Linked DNA regions of Rattus norvegicus: region 1 is linked to region 2. A link is a contact called in public Hi-C data. All regions are on one chromosome and are shown on one strand. The core of a region is the stretch at or near the end of the contact, and the rest is flanking DNA. Distances in the headings are between cores, read along the strand shown.

Region 1 (2,844 bases), core at 206-2,705, 310 kb before region 2:
CTATTCTTAGCCACTCTGGGATTTCTTTTTTTTTTTTTTTTTGGTTCTTTTTTTCGGAGCTGGGGACCAGCCACTCTGGGATTTCAACGGTTCCCTACCACTCCCAAGAGTAGCTTCTTTGTAAAAAGTACCACAGTGAGAGAACCTGTCATTCAGCCTGGCAATAGTAGAGATTCTTCCCCACACACACACACACACCTCTCTCTCAGAATTAGCCAGCTTAGACCAGAATAAGAATAATAGTAGGATAGTGCACTGTAGGGGCATGGGGAGCCAGGAGGCTGGGTAGCCTACAGTATCGACTGCCATAACAGTAGTTTTCATCACTGGATGCACACCAGAGTCACCTATGGAGCTCAAAACGAAAGAAAACAAACAAAACACAGAGATCAGGATTTGGTTCCCAGCACCTACATGGCACTTTACAGTTCCAGGGGATTACTCCAGTTTCAGGGGATTCAGAACCTTCTTCCGGCCTCTACTTCTACTGGGCATGCACAAGGTATATAAGCATACATGCAAACGCAACACACATAAATTTAAAATAAACCTTCCAAAATAAAATTATTAAATAAGTAAATAAAAATATAGATGTCAAAGATCCACCTCAAACACACTAACTCGGATTTTCCAAGGTCAGATGAATTAACTAGGTCTCCCCAGTCCATGGTAAGCAACATCTTGGGAGAGAATGACATATTGTAACACAAAGCATATAGGGCCAAGAAGGTGGGTGAAGAAAGAATCCTACTCATTAGAGGTAGGCTTTGTCTGTGCTGAGGTCATGCAAGGCCCTGGCACTGTCAGCTGAGATGGAAGCGCAACTAGGGATTGGAAACAAGTCACTAGGAGGACCTAGATGAAGGCTAGGTTGCACCTGACCTGTAGCAGGAGCCATCAGAATGGGTACGTTTGCATCATTAATGATCCCAGCTATGGCCAAAATCAAATATCCTCTCACTTGTACTGAGGTTCAAATTATATTTCCAGTAACATCCTGGACACCGGGTAGAGACGCTGAAGAGGATAGAACGGAAAACACTAGTCTATTTAATAAAATCTATTAATAAAGACTGTAAATGCTTCTAAATAGGGCCAATTCGCAAAAGCAAGAGGCACGTTAGAGGCAGTGTAAACGCCTAGGAAACGCCCAAGTTACTAGGTATTCCCCGCCCAGAAGCCTTGACCGCATCTATGTGGGGCGGGGGCGGGGGTGGGGGTGGGTGGGGGGTGGTAGGGATTGCTCACCTCGAAAGGCGCGACGTTGGGAAAAGTGACATCGACGACTAGCACGCCAGGCCGACCTTGGGAGGTCCTCATGTCGCCCACTTGCAGGGCGACAGTGCTTTTCACATGACAGGGCACCACTACACGGGACATGATTTGGGAGGCTACAATCAAGCGAAATCACCGCTAACAGTCTCCATCCAACCACTAGCCCTTATTGGCGTCGCCTATCAACCAAGAGAACTACAACTCCCAGGCGACATAACGCTTGTAACAGTCTAGCCAATCCCGATGGTCAGGGCAGGTCGAGAGTCGGAAATACCAGCGGAAGTTCTTCTTCAACCAATCACACGTCTGTAAGCCCCTCCCAGGCTGCTCTGGGCAACCGTCGAGCCGTTCTTTATCAAAGAGATCCAGAATGCTTTGGGCTGGCTTAAACCTTCCTTAAATTCGGCTACTTTATTAGGTTAAAATGTATAAAACAATTAGGCGGTTGATGGCGCTTGCTTTTAGTCCCGCATTTGGGAGGCAGAGGTAGGCGGGATTCTGACTTCGAGGCCAGCCTGGTCTACAGAGAGAGTTTCAGGACAGCCAAGGTTGTTACACAAAGAAACTGTCTCTCCGTAGCATACACAAAATCCATCTGGGTACAGCTATCTGCAATTCCAGACCTAAGGAATTTGTCACCCACTTCTGGCCTTGGAACAATTGTTTCTTTGGTTCTTTTTTTTTTTTTTCCTTCGGAGCTGGGGACCGAACCCAGGGCCTTGCGCTTCCTAGGCAAGCGCTCTACCACTGAGCTAAATCCCCAACCCCCAATTGTTTCTTAAAAATACAAACAAGATAAGGTATGTTGGTGCAAGCCTTTAATCCCAACATTGAGGAGGCAGAGTCAGAAGCAGGTAAATAAATCACTGGGTGTTTGAGACCAATCTGAGCTACAGAAAGAGGTCCAAATCAGGGGCTGGGGATTTAGCTCAGTGGTAGAGCGCTTACCTGGGAAGCGCAAGGCCCTGGGTTCGGTCCCCAGCTTCGAAAAAAAAGAACCAAAAAAAAAAAAAAGTTCCAAATCAGTCCTGTCTCAAAAAGGGGGAAAAAAAAAAAAAGTGGAGGCACAAGGTGCGTTGATTCACTCCTGTAACCCCAGCTAAATCTAGTCCAAAAAATAAAAGGCCAGGCATTAGTGACGCTTTAGTTAACCCAGCACTTGGAAGGTAGAAGCAGAATCTAGAAGATCGGACGTTCAAGGCTGGTCTTCAGTAGGTTTCAGGCTAGGTAGCAGATTTCAGGCTAGCTTAGGCTATGTGAGGCTAAAAAAGGAAGAAAGCATAACAGCCCAATTAAATTGGTTGACTGGGGAGGAGGCAAATACTCGGTTTGGGATTTGTTTATCTTTTTTTCCAGACAAGATGTCACTACAGATGTAAATGAGGCTGCTCCCAAATTCACAGAGATCCACCTGCCTCTGCCTCCTTCATTCTGGGATTAAAGGTGTGTGTCACCACGCCAACCTACCCAGTTTTCTTTTTACGTTTTATATTGAGGCATTTGGGAAGATTAACAGATCTGAGGTATATGGTCAGGAATTTCAGCCCATGCAGCGGGAGAGATAGCTTT
Region 2 (2,778 bases), core at 187-2,686:
AGGAAGGTCTTTTGCTGCCTCCTCTCAGAGTGACAATGCCGGGGGAGCCCTGAGTGAAAGATGCCTTGTCTTCAGAGTGCCTGTATCTACCTTCCACAAGCCCTGGCACCTTTCTCTGGGCATCAGGGAAACCTCTACATCTTATCACCCACCTGAGAGATGTCCTGGATGGCAGCTGACGTGGGCTCCACCTCTGTAGGGTCCACAACAGTGAAGTCCTCACCAAAATCACAGAATAACCGCCTAGTATGGTTGGCAGAAGTTACTGAGGAAGCTCATCAGTTGTGAGTAGGGGACACTAGGACAGGCCCAGAGGGAAAGAAATTATAGAAAAGACGTGGAGATTTTGATTTGGGCATGTAGGGTGTACTAGAGCAGATCTGCATACCGAGGTGGAGAAACAAGGGTGAGATTGTAGTCTAGAATTAAGAGGATCCTTGGCTAGGCTTGAGGATGAGTGGGTAAGGATAGGGCCAAGCTTAGGGCTGGGCAAAGCATTGGGAACAATTGTTGGCAGTGACGTGGTGGGGTATATAGGGAGTCTCCTTACCCCACAAGGCCCCGGGTTTCAGCCATGAGGAAGTAGACTCTATTCTTATGGCACAAGGCTCCCATATTCAGCTGGTCCTCTAGCTTGGAGTCAGTCAGCACCACTACCTAGATGGACGCCATGATCAGCAGGCTCAGAATCACTTTCTCTGCCATTAAGGACAGTAGGGAGGTACTAGGCTAGCATGCAAAATGGCACTGGGGTAAGCACCTGAAAACCCCGCACTAGGTCCTCAGTGATGTCGCCTCTGTGGACGGAGATCTGGACAGCTTCATTAAGCTGGGCCAATTGTGGTTGAGAGGCCTCAGCCCTGCTCCTTCCCAAGCTCTCTTCTGAGAGGAAAAACTAAGAAAAGTTCAGTGCAGCTTAATCAAAGAGACTCCCCTTTGGCTCTGCTCTTGGAGGCATTATAGAGACCCCCAAGAACTCTTACCTGAGCAGCCAAGTCAGCCCAGCAGGTGGGATGGGGATCATGCAGGGTGAGGCTGCCCACACCCATAAGGACCAGGTTCTTGGCCACCTCAGCTCCCAGGCCCTGCAGGCCACACAGCAAGACTTTGGCTTCCCGGATCCTCTGCATAGCAGGCAAGCCCAGTACATACCTGTGGTTAAGAAGAAGGAGGGTGACAGCTGGGGACCAGAGGTCTGGAGGCCACCTGACTTTGTTATCCCACCTTGAGACTCACAGCTGCCTCGAGTACAGCTCTTCATCCATTCTCAGTCGTGGGCTGGAGAAGAAGCTGCAGTGCCCACAGAAGAGCAAGGGAAACAGGGCTTGGAGCTGCTGGGTGCTGCTGGTTACAGCTCTCTTTCTGGCTCCTCTGTAATTTCAGGAAACCAAAAGTGAAACTAGACAGAGTTGGTTCCTGGTCCTTCCAATGAATGAGGACAGATGCCAGCCCTCTGCAGGCCAAACGAGGTTTATCACCTGGAAAGGTCCAAGTGTTACATACAAGAGGCCAGTGAATCGCTGAGTCAGACCTGAGGAATGAGACGACACTCAGGGCAGCCACAAAATGGAGACGCATGTCTTATATGTGTATGTATGTATATATATACATACATACACATATAAGACATGCGTATATATATATATATATATTTTAAACTTTTGCTTTGAAATGATTGTAGGCTCACAATAAGTTGTGAAAATGACACGGGGGTGTTGCTGTATACTGTGTATTTGTGTATTATGTGTACATGAGTATTTGTGCGTGTTCTTCCATCAGCACATGTTAATTACACATAATAAAGTGCTTCATTATGGCACTTTCATGCGTGTACCTTTTGTCATATTCACCCATTAGCTTCTCTCTTTTTTTTTAAAGATATATTTATTTATCTTATATATATGAGTACACTGTAAATTCAGAAGAGGGCATTGGATCCCATTATAGATGGTTGTGAGCCACCTTGTGGTTGCTGGGATTTGAACTCAGGACCTCTGGAAGAGCAGTCAGTGCTCTAACCACTGAGCCATCTCTCCAGCCCCCCCCCCCCCCTTAGCTTCTCTATTCCCTCCCACTCTTGCTGTTCCTCTTGGTGACTCTGTGAGTTTCATATTGGTTTCAATCAGGAGGGTGGGCATGCGAGAGGTTATTTATGGAAGCCATGGGCACCTTCCCAGTGGCTACAGAACTAAAGACAATGTCTCGCCCTCCTGGAGCGGTGAGGCCTCCTGAGTCTCCACCCCTCCCACGACAGGATGCTCACAAGCCCAAATTTTGTTCAGATCTTGCACAGGTCACAGCTACTATGAGTCCAAGAGTACAGCAGCCATGTGTGGCCGGAAGACTGTGTTCTTCTAAGACTCCATCCTTCATCTCTCACGCTATTTCGTCTGGTTTTCCACGACATTGCGTTCCCTGAGCCTTGGACAGGGCTGATAGAGACACTTCTTTTAAGGCTAAACATTCAAGTCGTTTCTTCCCCACACTCTGACCAGTTATGAGTCTCTGCAGGCATCACCGCCCACTACAAAAAGAAGCTTCTTTGGTAACAGCTGACAGTGGCCCTGCTCTACGGTCATTAACGTGACTGTCAGAAGGCAATGAAATGGGTGTATCATGTTTATTTTGCAAAATATCTATTGCTCTCCCATGAGGGCCTCAGACCTACCCAACCACTGGTTTTTGATCAGGTTTATAATATCAGACATGAATTCCCTCCTGTAGAGTGGGCTCAGTTCCAACAGGAAAGTGGTTAGCTGTGACCACAACGGGCTCAAT

The links. A called contact is a pair of places that touch in the nucleus more often than the background predicts.
Region 1: a contact with region 2 is called in a Hi-C map of hepatocytes, with 1.7 times the contacts expected there. The contact joins the promoter of Nicn1 here to the promoter of Uba7 in region 2. A contact is called at or near these places in 2 of 12 Hi-C or Micro-C datasets (Schwann cells and hepatocytes).

What each region holds. Positions count from the first base shown.
Region 1 is chr8:117,853,649-117,856,492 of GRCr8, reverse strand. It overlaps Nicn1 (nicolin 1, tubulin polyglutamylase complex subunit), which reads right to left and starts at 1,455. Exons shown (of 6, transcript NM_001034999.1): 1 at 1,249-1,455. The coding sequence starts at 1,380.
Region 2 is chr8:117,542,560-117,545,337 of GRCr8, reverse strand. It overlaps Uba7 (ubiquitin-like modifier activating enzyme 7), which reads right to left and starts at 1,436. Exons shown (of 24, transcript NM_001393920.1): 1 at 1,237-1,436; 2 at 984-1,152; 3 at 761-895; 4 at 551-657; 5 at 153-243; 6 at 1-49. The coding sequence starts at 1,265.